Regions from separate parts of the Mus musculus genome. Here region 2 is linked to region 1. The links are chromatin contacts, called in public Hi-C maps. All regions are on one chromosome and are shown on one strand. The core of a region is the stretch at or near the end of the contact, and the rest is flanking DNA. Distances in the headings are between cores, read along the strand shown. Region 1 has its middle 430 kb from the start of Gm31711. Region 2 has its middle 380 kb from the start of Gm25020.

Region 1 (7,190 bases), core at 1,183-3,682:
GTTACACTGCTTCTAGGTTTCATGATGTTATTGCCAGTGTGGCTCCACACTACAGAGCACTGATTTTCTAACATAGATATTTGGGTGCAGCCTTCCTTTTCTTTGCGATCTGTGACAACCCCCAGGGAACTCCTTTCTTCTGCCACTATTTCTTCACCTCCACCATTTCTCATGGTGGTCCCACTTCTTAAACTCCAAACAGGTAGTAGAGAGTGAAGAGGCTTACAACTCAAAGTAATACTATGCATTAATAGGATTCTCAGTCTGGAGACATTCTCTTTAAAGTGTAAGCATCCTGGAAGGAATGACAGTGTTGTAAGGAGACACCGTGCTTCCCCTTGACTATTGCACTATTGAATCAACAGTCTCTGGGAAAGGAAAGTTTCCCCAGGAACCCCACCATGGTACCACCCAGAGCAGGAATTTCTCTCCCATTTCACAAAGTTTTACTTGTCAAAACAAACTGAAGACAAAAAATAAAAGGAAGGGAGGGGGGAAGGGAGGGAGGGGGGAAGGGAGGGAGGGAGGGAGGGAGGGAGGGAGGGAGGGAGGGAGGAAGGAAGGAAGGAAGGAAGGAAGGAAGGAAGAAAGAAAGAAAGAAAGAAAGAAAGAAAGAAAGAAAGAAAGAAAGAAAGAGAGAGAAAGAAAGGATAAAAACAAAAAGGCTAGACCATTTTAGGTTGAGAAGCTCTTCGTAGCAAATTTAATCCTGTTGAACAGTTTGGGTAATCATCCTGTGTCAGAAAAGACATTTATAAGTCTGTTGGTCATTTAGAATTTAGAAGTCTGTTGAAGTTGTCAGGGATCTATGGGACCTTGGGTTGTTGATATCACTATTGTGATTGTGTAGCCATTAAAATATTAAGTCTGTCTATAATGGTGCCCTCTAGGGGGAACTGCACTGAGGAGTCTTTTTGTAAACTTATATTCCTCAAAGTAGCACAAGACAACAGTGATGTGCCCTGAGGATGGCTGGAAACCTAGCACAAGCCTCTGGCCACGTCCTCATTTTATTGTGCTTTTGAACTTATTGTACTTTGCCACTACTGTTATTGGCATGAGGAACTGACAGTGTGTGTGAATATGTCAATGTGTCTGGGGGGTAACCTTTAGAGTCTATTAATATACAAGAGCTGTTGTTTCTGTGTCTTTTTTCTCTGAAGAAAAAAGCAGTTAAAAGAAAATATAGGAATGTTATGGTTAATAGTAACACAGTTAAGACTGAAAAAAAAGTTATGCAGGCTTCCCTTCAGCTAGACCTAAGTGCTGAGCTTCTGTTCGCGTGGAATGCTTTGGTCCTAGAACTTAAAAATATTAATTCTGTAAATTGAGGCTTAAAAAAAGAAAAGAAAGAAAGTAATACAACAAAGATCTCTTGTTAAATGATTTAGGAGAGATACTTGATCATCTAAATCAAGTATTTTAAAGGACAATAAGTATCTTACAGACTGTCGTGATAGTACAGTTTGTTTACGTGAAGCAACACTCATTGCAGACATAAGACAACAGTTTTCCTAAATTATAAAGTTTGGTATTTCCTGTAAATTTTGATAATTTTTAATCAAAGGAGGTTTTAGAAAAATTTAAATTGTATTTATCATTAATAGTTAACAATAACAGAAAATGAAGACCCAAATGTGATTTTGTTAATGCTCAAAAATTTTTAAACTGGCTCAGTGAGTATGACTGTCACCAAGGCCAGAACCTGAGTTCACTCCCAAAGGCCCACATGATGTAAATTTTAGACAAACCCTTAACACTGCACTCCAAGCAATGTCTCTGACTACTAAAACATGCTGGATATTTCTCACCTTAACAGTATATCCATAAATAAATAAATACTTAATTCTCTAACTATTTTCTTTTTTAAAATATTTTTTATTACATATTTTCCTCAATTACATTTCCAATGCTATCCCAAAAGTCCCCCATACTCTCCCCCCCACTTCCCTACCCACCCATTCCCATTTTTTTGGCCCTGGCATTCCCCTGTACTGAGGCATATAAAGTTTGTGTGTCCAATGGGCCTCTCTTTCCAGTGATGGCCGACTAGGCCATCTTTTGATACATATGCAGCTAGAGTCAAGAGCTCCGGGGTACTGGTTAGTTCATATTGTTGTTCCACCTATAGGGTTGCAGATCCCTTTAGCTCCTTGGGTATTTTCTCTAGCTCCTCCATTGGGAGCCCTGTGATCCATCCAATAGCTGACTGTGAGCATCCACTTCTGTGTTTGCTAGGCCCCAGCATAGTCTCACAAGAGACAGCTATATCTGGGTCCTTTCTTTTAATTATTACCTCAAAGATGGACTTTTTATGGTAACGTGGCTTCTTCATTCTTCTTTCTGACATTCTGCATTTAAGCAGTGCCCTTTCTCTTCTTCCTACCACTGCCTTTCTCTTTAATTGGCTTGTGGAGGATAACAACCTGAACCCAGTTTGTTAATCCTGCTGTGGCTCAGGCTCATTCCCTGGAACAACAGATAACAAAAGGACCTCTTTTGTGTTGAGTCATTCCCTTTAGGGCATCGCTGAGGATTGTAAAAGAAACCCACCCAAGGGTGAATGAGACCACTTTCAGTCACGTGTAGACATAAGGAAAACAAATCAGCAGCGAAGATGTTAGAGCAGAAGCTTTGTAAAAATTAAGGATAGGGCACATCCAGCCAGTAGCATTTTTTTAAGTAAACAAAACAATTCAACACACCAAGCGAAGAAAGCCATGTATAGTGAAGGTGAAACCAGCCTTTGACAGTAATGAGTTTGTCATGGGGAGCTGTGACTCCCGGGAAGGGCTTGCCAGTGAAATGTAGATGGTGAGAAAGTTGGAGTTTTGTGGTTTTAGGCAGGGCTGAGGCTAGCCATTCAGGAGCAGATTGATGCCTAGAGGCTGTGAGTAAGGAACAAGGCAAGGCAGAGAGAATTACCCAGGTAAGTTTGTCATGGTTCCCAGCAGGGTTTGGCTGCTCAGGCTAAAACTGCCTCAGTCTGGTGGTTTTCAAACCAGCTCTCAAGAAAAACCAGAAGAACCGTTCCTTCCTTGTTTGTCTTGCACTGAAGTCAGGAGAAGGACTTGGTGGCTTCCACAATCAAGGAAACCAGCAAACATTCTGAACTCACTTGGTTCGCTTCTTCATCTTTTGCCTGCCTTCCTTTTCCTTCATACTAGTTACACCTTCAGAGATTGCCTCACCCAGCAGCAAGAAAGTAGGCTTGTGGGCCAATTGTACTTACTAGCAAATTGGTCCTTTGTCTTCCCAACAGTGAAAGTACAGAGTGAAGGACACTGGGCATCCTCTCCACCATGCTTTGTCACTTTAAAAGGAGAACTAGTACTAACTTCATACTGTTTTGAGGCTGTTTTGTCTTTCTGTTTTAAAACTATACATAATCTTTTCCTGTAGAAGAGAAGAATACAACGTAATTTTTCTTCCTAAGTAAAAACTAAGTGATCTTTTAAACTAGAACAGCATGCATTTTAAAAAGACAATTCTATATTTTCTTATCTACTTGACTGATTAATTTTCTCCCCTCACATTTGTTAATGAACAAATACCATAATTGTCACTTAATTTTTTGGGTAAGAGGTAGTAGGAGACTGTCCAAGCCATCTTACATCTTAATTATGAGTTATCCTTCTCCTCAGCAGCAATAGCTATCCCTGTCTACAAATAATTATGAATTGAGTATATGCAGATGCTTCAGTCTCATATGATGTATCATTGTTCATGCCCCCTTTCTCCCTCACTCTCTCTCTCCCTCTTGTGTAACATGATCATAATATCTGAGATGTGTTTGGTAATTAGATTCCCACAGGTACTTTCAAGTATCAGGTAGCACAGGTACAAAATTTTCAGTTATGAAAACAGACAGTGGATTTCCTCTTCTTTACTTAGGAAGGCTCCATGATATGGTATTAAAAACACATATTGCATGGAAAGGTAGTGTTTAATTAACAATATATAGGAAGTGGCCCTTTTTTAAAACAATAAACTTATGTTCTGTCTTCACTGAAGCAAGTATATTAGTACAATTCCAAGTATTAGACACTAGGAGTCATAGTACTCAGAGCATAGCTACCAAGGATAACATAAACAAATCTCAGATGAGGAGAGATTGAGTTTTTTTTTTTAATCTTACTTAGCAATACAGTATTGTTATATATATGTGCAAAAATGTAATTTTAACAATGCAAACTCAGTACAGTTAGGCAAAGTTATCCTATGGATCAGTGGTACCCAGAAGGCACAGAGATTCTCAACCTGTGACCTGGCAGGCCTCATGGTTATCAGGTATAACTTTAAAAATATACAGAAAGAAGCAGAGAGAGTCTATCCAGACTTTTAAAGTATGGAACTAAGTAGCAGGCTGTATTTCCTTCTTAGAGTTATTAATTTTTCTGGAGCTAGCAGCAAGAAAGATTGTGTGTTCTGATGTTTTACTGTTAAGAGACATGTATTAAAGGTTTGTGCATCTGTGTCTGCCCTGAACAGTTTGCAAGTGGCTTGTTTTGCTATGACAGCATTACGGAGCAAATTATTGCTAAAGGATTATTTACAGGCAGTGGTTGGACCTGAGAGTTTCTCTTCCTTGTCTAGGTGATAGACTCTTGGATATCAAATTTCTTGTCTGTACTGTTGTCCCATGAAACTGCTTGATTCTGGTAAATGCAGAGTTTGGCAGTCCTTGATGAAGTATATTTATGAGTTAAGTCCAAATGAATCCCAAACATATGGATAACATTTCCCTTGGAATATCTAAATTAAAGATGGAAAGCACTTCAAAAAATGTTCTGGGGACTTGCTGCTCCTCAGGCCATCATTAAAGTTAGAGTGATTTTCTCCGAATCACAACTCCAAACTTGCCTGTGCTGTATCATCCTTGAAGGTCACCATTTTGGCTTTCATGATTCCTATACCCCTAGGAAGGTCACCTTGAATCCTAGAAGTGGACACACCCAACCTCAGAGAGTCACAGATCAAGTTGAAAGCATTTTATGTGTAACACCCTCATTGTCTCCTCCAAGTTCCTGCCTTATCCAAACCTCAAGCACAGTTAGTGCCAAATGCATAGGAATGAATGAGACCTAGGAAGCCATCCAAACAGAAGCCTTTCTCAGGCAGAACAAGCATGACATTGGCTTTCACTCCCACAATGCAGAGCCATAATGGATTTATTGACATAATTTCTAAAAGGGAAAACAAACATGGAAAACTATCTGTCACTACAGTGTCTTCATTTTACAGATAAACAAATCTGTAACGACTATATGATCTTGATATTATTTTTGTACTTACTATGTTGACAGTCTCAGAGAAATAATTTCAAAGTGACTCCTGAAGTTGTTGTACACTCTATTTCTGTCCTCTTCTTTCTTCAGATGAGGTATACATCATTTATAGCCTCTCAAACAAATATGTATATGAATAAGATTACTTTTAAAATCACCACACATTTTCTGCCTTGGCTAGAAAGAAAATCTTTGCTTATACTCTCAGTGATTGTAATAGTATGCATCCCCTACTCCCCCCCCCCAAATTATAGAAATTTCCTTTTAACTTTGACCTTAGTATTTAAATGAACCTCAGGCCTCTGTATCAGGGAGTTGAAATTTTGGGTCTGGTATCTGGTAACCCACTGTGTACATCACCAAAGAGACTAGTTGTGTCACCACCAGTAAGAGGGGTTTTCTTCAGCCCAGTGTTCCTGCATTCCGTCCACCATTTGGTCATAAGCCAATATATGTTGGGGTCTGAACACGAATATGCTTATGAGAATTCAAACCTGCTCCAGTGTCACTGGAGTTAAATGTTCTTTCTTGTTACTGCTTTGATTAAGGACTGCAAGTGGCACACGATAAGCCACTGTCGCTGGGACATTCCTGATGCTATAAATTGTTCTTTCTCACTTACGGGAGCTGGGAACACTTTCACTTATTGGAGTTTTCAATACAGTCACAAAAGACATTGACTTTCATTCTTTCATAATCAGCATGTGTCACACAGAAATATAATCATCCAGAAAATTTTTCAACAAGCTTTGTGGGTTGTCACATAGCTATAATTCTAGCACTGATGGTAGAGGCAGCAAAACTGAGTTCGAGGCCAATCTCAGCTCACTATGAGATTTTGTTTCAGAAACAAAAACAAAGTCTCAGCTTCGGAGACTGAAAAAAATTCCAGCCAAATCAAACCCAGTTGTCCAGCATTACGAGCTGGCATTCTTTACTGTTTTGTTGTTGGCTTAGTTTTTTAATCTCTAATCTTGACACTTTAAAGCCTTTGTAATTCTACAAACATGAGTTTGGATAAGCATGGTTTCAATAGACTGCAATTATAAAAAAAAAATTAAAAATTGAGATCAAACAGCATCTCATTGTTCTCTTCGGTGTCCCCGTTACTTCTGTCTAGATTTTATCCTGGCCAACCCTGCATGGAGGGAGCTAGAAACATTGGAACAGATGATTTCTTTGTGGTGTGTTCTCAACAATCCTCAACTCACAGTTCAGTCTTCAGTCTGGAACAAAGCAGTACCTCTCCCAAGTCAGTGAGATTCCCCAGAGACTGGGAGAGCAGGAAGAAGTCCATTTAAATAGAGATGCTAAATGAATGGTGCCCGTTTCAAGCAGATCTGTTCTGTGTAGCTATCTGCTCCCTCTGTCTCCAGACTCCCCATGTCTTGAATCCCTGGCTCACTCCCCTAGGCCTTAAATCTGGTCTGATCATGCTCTCTGACTGGAAGGAGCAGTGCAAATAAGCATTGTGTATTAAATGTGCAAGCTCGGGTTGCTCAGCCATGTCTGCCCATTAGTCAGGGGATGCCAACTGTTAGTGGCAACCTGTTCTCAACAGGTGTTTCTGCTTCTCCCACAGTGTTGCCCCTTGAAAGGAAGCAAAATAAAAGCAAGTTTTCTTAGCACAGCACTATTTTCTTTCTTTTTTTTTTTTTACATTAAATGGTACTACGGTACCATTGAAGTATGAATTAGACTTCATTTTCCCAAGAACATAGTATGAGTGTATGTCTATATAGAACATGTTTGAATAGTCCCAAATAGCCTTAATTTTCTCAGCATGTGAATGATTATTAATCACACTTTTGTGTTTATTTGTGATTATTAATTCCATTTTCTGTGCTATCACACAAAGTATGCTAAATATCAAAGTCAATGTCTTCCATAATTGTTCACCAC
Region 2 (7,190 bases), core at 1,533-4,032, 130 kb before region 1:
TGAATTGCAGATACCACAGAGTTTTGAAGACTTTGCTGGGTAGCTGCCAGCCTAGAGGCTGGAGGCATCTAGGGAATCACTGCAGTCGTAGAGTGAGAGGTGATGGTGAACATGGTTTGTACAATGGTAACAGCAAAGGTCCTGAAGACAAGTAGGTTTTCCAAGTATGGTTTTGCATTAGATAGAATTGCAGCACTCAATGTTAAAAGGAAGTGGTGAAGAGAGAGTGGAATCAAGAGTGTCTGTGATGTCTTTGGCTTTGAAGCTTGGCTAAGTATGGCTTTATTGACTGAGATTGATTACACAGGGAATGGGAGCTAGTTTGGGAGATGGAAGGGTTCTGATTTTGAGAAATGCAAACAGGGCTTCTAGTCTATATCTGTTTTTACAAGGTCTTTTGGTTCTTCAGGGAGTTGTCTAGATTAGAGGAATAAATGTAAGGGTGTTCTGAAGGAAAGGGAACATACTCTGGGACTGACTCCAAGAAAATCTAAGAGTTTGCATGTGGAAGGAAGAAGCAGACTCACCAAAAGGCACTGAAAGAAGTAGCCATATATTTGAGTGAGGAAGGGGAAATGTGTTAGCTGTAAGTTGGAGAGAAGATTATCTGAGTTAGTGAGGGTACCCATGGTCAGGACCACTGAAGGATTTTGATGGCAGGTGAAGCATGAAGAAGTTCATATCTGGCTTCAGTGGCATAGCTGGAATGGAAAAAAGGGAATGGCAGATTTCAAAGCCAATGGATTCCCTTGTATGGATGCTCTTTCACACATGCCTACCTAATAAAGAACTGAGCTTCAGAGGAGAATGTGCGAGCATTCAAAAATGAGTCAGACTGGACTGGTGCATGTCACACATAATGCCACACTTGTTTTCTTGTCAGAACTGTCAGATCCTCTATGATATTTCAAGGCCATACAGTCAGGACAGAAGCATGCTACCTCCTCTTTTTCAGATGCTACCTCTCAAGTCTTAGCAGGTTTGGACATTGGCAGGTCCATCCTACCTGCTAAGAACAATAATTCTGTTGGTTCTGCTGTAGTCCTGCCTTTCTAGCTAATTAACCAGCTCCTAACATGTGCTTGACAGACTCTGAGAAGACACAAAATGGTCATCATGAAGCCCTTGCTACAAAAATGAATCATATTTCTAGTACCATTTAGGGGAATTACAGTGAAACAATACCAAATGGTATTCTCTGCTTCATGCTTTAAGACAATTGCACAGGCTTTTTTATACTTGTGTTATAGAACAATGCAAAATATACTGGGTGGGTGTTAGCCAGGAGTGTCCAAGCAGGCAAAGATTAGGTGTACTGAGCTCATATTTCCATGAGGAAGATAGGAATGGCTCACTGACTTGTATGGAGATATAGGGGTTCAGGAACAAGTGGACTGTAAAGGAGAGAATTTAAGAAGAGCTCAGTTTCCCTTCTGAATGTACACCAACTGGACTCCAGATGCAGCTGGATGGAGCAGTGTCACCTTGTATTTCTGGAGCCTTAGCCATAGCTCCTCTCGACTGGACTGGTTTGGCTCTTCTGTTCCCCGGGTGTCAAAGTCACTTAGGCTGAGACAAACAGCCTGTGGCCTGATATTGCATGATTGTGTTTTATTTGACTGATTTTATTTTGGCACAGAAACCACGGGAAAACACAGATGCACTGGAGCTTGCGCTCGACAGATGAAGCAGGGGATCCAGGAATTAGGCTGTGCCCTGGGGCAGCTGGATTTGCCAGGCAGGCAGTGATGCATCCGAAGCCGTAGGAGAATGGGTCCTGGTAGTGGGCTGGACAGCTGGCCATTCACTCATGTGGGAGGCACTTGAAAAGTAGCAGACGTCAGTGTGTGGCTTCTGTCTTGAAGTGGTCTTGAAATATTCTCAGAACTTCCTTTTACAGATTCCGTAGAAGCATTTTAATAGGAAGAAAGCACCCAAAAGGGTATTGTAGACAACTACTGACTCTAGAGTGAGTCATAAGGTAAGGTTCATGAAAGATTATGCCTCCTTGTCTCTGGATACCTGAATCTCATGAAAAATGAGTCTGGGGGCCATTTTATAGATGTCTTCAGAATAAACAACAGAGCACATGGTCCTCATATTTTAGTCTACTCTATAGGCAGCTAACAAATTCTTCACAGATTAAGACCTTATTTTTGGAATCTCAGGTAGGCACATGATAATTCTATCAATACCAATACCTCTTCTAATAAAATGTAACATGCTGTTTTTGAACTATATAATTGCTTACTGTCCACACACTCTTATGTTAGCAAACCAGTGGTAAAACCCTGAGAAAGGTCCTTCCCCCATTCACGTTTCCCCTCCATCCTGGAGAGGTCTTCCCTCCATCTTCCATTCCCTATAGGGAATCTATTTATAAATAAATAGTGTCATATGTACGGAACCTTCCTTTTCCCCAGCACTCTCCTAAGTCTATCCTGCACAAAGAATTTAGGGAAATCTATGAAAAGAACAATTTTGAGTAGATTCATCTAATCTTCCCACAGCTCCCCATTGTACTGGGCCCAGTTTTAAGTCATTTACCTCAGTCCTGACCCTGGCTATATCCTTAATCTGACATCTTACTTGTCTTTTCTTCTTACAATGCTAGTTCCCCCAAATCCTTTTCTCCATCCTAACCTTTCAGGATCCTGCTTAAAGACCACCTTCCCACAGACCACTTCACAAAGCAATTTTGGTGCTCAGGCTTTATCTGTCTACATCTAATTTCAGGATGCATTTTTTTTTTTTTGCTCCAATTCTCATGCAGCCCACAAGCTCCATGAGGGCAGCTGCCGCAGACCCTTTTGGTCCCTGTCTGCATAGAACAGTTCTCTGGTTGCAGGTGGACAAGGAATTAGCAAAATGAATGACAGACAGATCAACACGGGAGAATGTGTAGAATCTGAATGTAATTTGTCAAGTCAAGCATCATACTTTTTATATAGAAGAATAACAAGAAACCAGACGAGATACATCCACCAAATTACAGTGACTCAAAACATAAGGAATGTATACATCAAAAGATGGCTGGGACCAGGCGCTGCTGTTTACCTCTAAGAAGGGAGCCAGGTGTAATGCTAGTCTATTGTTAAACCCACCACCAGGAGTTCTAGTGAAGAAACCTGTCTCAGGGGGATTCCCTAACTCTCTCTCTCATGGTAAACCCTCCTATTTGCTAGGCCATTGTGTATTCCCTCGTCTGGGTAAGACTGGCTATTGTCCCAAGTAAACACTCTGCAGACCACCCCGAGCTATTCCTGCTCCGTTCTTTGTAATGCTTAATTAGTTTCACCCTCTCTACTAGAAGTAAATTTGAATGTTAATTCCTACTGAACTCCATGTTTGTCGGCTTCAAGGATTTTCTAGGACGTTAGAACACTGGCGAAGGCTTAGCTATGTCAGAATTCAATCTTTAAAGGCACTTATGATAAAATAATACTAAAATAGAACACGTGGATCCATACACCAAACTAATGCAGGGATAGGGTATGAGTATGGGTTATGAGAACACCAAGGTTCCAGGAGGTGAGTTTCTCTGAAACTCATTGCCTCGTGAGTGCTCCCAGGCCTCTCGGCCTGCCAAGCAAACTTCACTGGAGTGTGTGTAGCAGGCAGCCATATTCATCTCTTATTCACAATGAACAGAATGCCTGAGACAACATGCCTGATCCATACATAATTGTCTAATTGATGTGTGAATAAAAGCCCCAAATGCAGTTATGATGGGTATAATGAGACAGGGAAGCAACCAGGGAAATAAGTAGAAAGGAGAGGACACAGCCTGTTTAATACGGTTTACTTATTGCACTCCCATTAGATCTAGATTTCAGTATGTTCATGTCTGCATGCCAGACCTTTGGGCCCAGACTCTAGACTACTGCTTAAAGTTCCCTTAGGTATGTCCTCCTGGATGTATGTACTGTCCTTGCCTCAGTAGACCCTGGCAGGAAGCCAAGTCTTATGGATTCAAGCTTCAGACCTTTGTGCTTAACTGTAGAGTTGGCAGGGGGCCAGCCAAATAACTCCAGCAGGGATTTTACTGCTAATCTCTGCCGGCTGGCCAACCTCAGTATCTCTGCATGCTTCAAATTCTCCTACCCCATATTTAGTTATTAATGTTACCACTCACATCTTGTCTATATTACATATCCATTAGCAATTATCATAACTATAGTTATTGTTAATACTTTGCCTTTCTACTTTAATACTAGAAACAAAGTGACTTTTTCACCAACCTTCCAGTAGCAGAGTCTTCAGAATGTGAAATTTGTCTACTGATAAAAACTTTCTCCCATTTTATCCATCTGGGATAGGTTTATAATCTATCCTTCAGTTTCTGAAGGACATTTTTTGTTAGGTCTGGTACTTTCAGTAAGCATATTTTATTCCATTTCCTCAAATATATATTCCATTATATGTGTAATCTGCAAAGTTTCTGTTGAGTAATTTGTCAGTAATATTAAGTAAAAACAACCCAAAGTGATAACAGAAATCATTATTTAGTGATAAAAATGTAAAGTCATAAAGATGACATAACAAGTTTAACCATGTTTACTCAACACTGAAGCATCCAAATATATAAAGTTAATCCTAACAGAACAAAGAATAATGTAGAGTACAGAAGGTGTAAAGAAATACAATGCCACACTTTCAACAATGTGAAGGTTATTCGGATATAAAATCAATAAAGAAAAAGCACACACAATCAATTCCAAAGAGCAGTTGGGTCAAACATACATGCAGAGAGACCAGTCTATCTAACAACAGCAGAGTGCTATACTGAGTTACACACAAAACAGTTTCCATGGAAAGTCAAATGGTAGGACACACAGTAAATCTCAGGTAGTTCAAAAATCTTCAAGTCATATCAAGTGTATTTTCAGACGAATAAAAAATAGTAGTAGGAGGAAAACTGGAAAATTAATCAATATGTGACACTTTTAGAAACATAATTTTAAAAAATCTCATGATTGGATGATGGAACCGTGAGTTAAAACAAAATCAACCCAGTCATAATAGCATCAAACATTTAAAAACCATTGGCTTGAGATGCTTCATCAGGTAGGTTTGCTTGTGCACAGACCTGATGACCTGAGCTCAGTCCTAGGATCCCACAAGGTGGCAGGAGAGAACCAACTCTCAGCAGGTATCATTTGTATTCTATGTATGCTTCATAGGACACAAACCACACACACACACACACACACACACACACACACACACACACACACACACACTAAGACACTGATTTGTAAAAACGGAAAAATAGGATTAGACAATTAGGTGCTATATTTATATACTGAAAACACAAAACATTGAAGAAAGAAATTGAAGTGTGAGTTTACAAATGGTGATAGGTTAGAAAAATGGATTTTTCTCAAAAAAATGAATAAGGGGACTATCTTAGGATACAGCAGTTTCATTGTGTAAAAAGAGAGCATAAAGGAAATAAAATTACTTTTTTAAAAATAAATTAATAGTGTTAAATATTTTTTGCTATCAAAAGTAATCAATACATTTTGTGTGGTCTCTATCAAAGCTTCAGTAATATTTCTACAGAAGTGAAAAAATATTCAAAGGTTCTCAAACAGCTAAAATAGTCAAGTAAAAAGAATGAAGCAGAAGGCATCAAACAACCTAATTTCAAGATATACTCTAAGCCTGTTATCAACAAAATAGCCCTGATTAAAAACATAAAGACTAACAGAATAGAACACACACACACACACACACACACACACACACACACATTCCTATATATTGCATTTTTATTTCTTACATTTTTAAAAAAAACTATCTTATAATTGTTTGTACTTATTTGTTTTGTATGCACAGGTGGGTATGCACAGGGTGATAGCGCTGGTGTATATTTCATATTGCAGGAGTCAGTTCTCTGATACCACAATGTAGGTCCCAGGGATCAAACTCAGGTTATTATGCTGGACAGCAAATGCTTTTACCAATGGATCCATCTTACAGACCTCCTCTTCCACCTTAAATTCACTCATTGTTCAATGAACAGGCTGACTCATTTTGTGTTGTTGTAAAAAATGCTGCAATGCACAGGGAGTACAGCTTCTCTTTGACATTGTAATTTTATTTCCTTTATGCTCTCTTTTTACACAATGAAACTGCTGTATCCTAGGATAGTTCCCTTACTCATTTTTTGAGAAAATTCCAAACTGTTGGTCCATGATGGCTTTGAGTTTATTACGTTCCTATCAATAGTGTGAAAGATGTTTTCTCTACATTTTTTTTACTCTCATCACCATGGTTTTTGGTAGTTTAAATGATATCATAGGGGGTCTTTACATATTTTAAAAGATGTATTTATTTATTTTTATATGTAGGAGTAACTTACCTCCTGTATGTTACACCTTATGTGAGCAATACCCATGAAGACCACAAGAGAATATCTGGTCTTCTGAGATTGAAGTTATAGATAGTTGTGAGTCACCACATATATCCCAGGAGTAGGACCTGGGTCCTCTGGAAGAGCAGTCAGTGCTCTCAAATTGTCTAGTTATGCCTTTAGCCTGAGGTGCTGAGTTACAGTCCCCTTGTGAGTAGCACTAAGGAGACTTTCCCCCCTAATACTTGTTGATTACTTGCATATCTTCTTTGAGAAATGTATATTTGTGTTCTTTTCCCACTTTAAGTTGAAAAAACTAAGAATACACACTCATACACAGTGCAGTATTATTCATTCTTTCAAAATGGAATTTCGTAGTATGAGACAAGTGAATATAAGATATGGACGATATCGCTAAGTGAAATAAGCCAGCATAGGAAAGCAAATAATACTCTCTCTTATACATAGAATAAAAACCACTGCATCTCATAGAAACATAGAGCAGAAGATGATAGCCATAGGTATGCCTGCATTAGGGATATGCTGGTATAGGTGAGAAGGAACCATGTTTAAGTCACATGGGATGAATAAGTTCTAGACATCTAATGAGCACATAGTGATTACAGATTATAATGTTGCATCAGACAACTGAAATTTCCTGAGAATAGATCAGTGTTAACACATGTTTGGGTGTATCTTCCAAAAGGTGGAGGCTAATGCAAAACAGTCCTAACCCTTATGCTGTAAAATGACTGATGGTGGCTAAGAAAAGTGAACTTTGTCACTAGAAGCAGAGAGATGCCAGTGTTTTTCCAGGAGCCCAAAGCAGGGA

What was found. A called contact is a pair of places that touch in the nucleus more often than the background predicts.
Region 2: a Hi-C map of embryonic stem cells shows a contact between it and region 1, with 1.8 times the contacts expected there. The contact joins two enhancer-like sites. A contact is called at or near these places in 2 of 484 Hi-C or Micro-C datasets (cranial neural crest and embryonic stem cells) and 1 of 115 datasets of contacts at active chromatin or transcription factors (embryonic stem cells).

The regions. Positions count from the first base shown.
Region 1 is chr13:16,692,188-16,699,377 of GRCm38.p6, reverse strand. No RefSeq gene overlaps it. Among named protein-coding and RNA genes, the nearest start is that of Gm31711, 430 kb to the right of the region's middle. Within about 2 kb of position 2,432, at least 17 of the 459 cell types and tissues checked have an H3K27ac peak or open chromatin away from gene starts, as enhancers often do. A contact at or near this core is called in embryonic stem cells, where this site is marked.
Region 2 is chr13:16,826,548-16,833,737 of GRCm38.p6, reverse strand. No RefSeq gene overlaps it. Among named protein-coding and RNA genes, the nearest start is that of Gm25020, 380 kb to the left of the region's middle. Within about 2 kb of position 2,782, at least 12 of the 459 cell types and tissues checked have an H3K27ac peak or open chromatin away from gene starts, as enhancers often do. A contact at or near this core is called in embryonic stem cells, where this site is marked.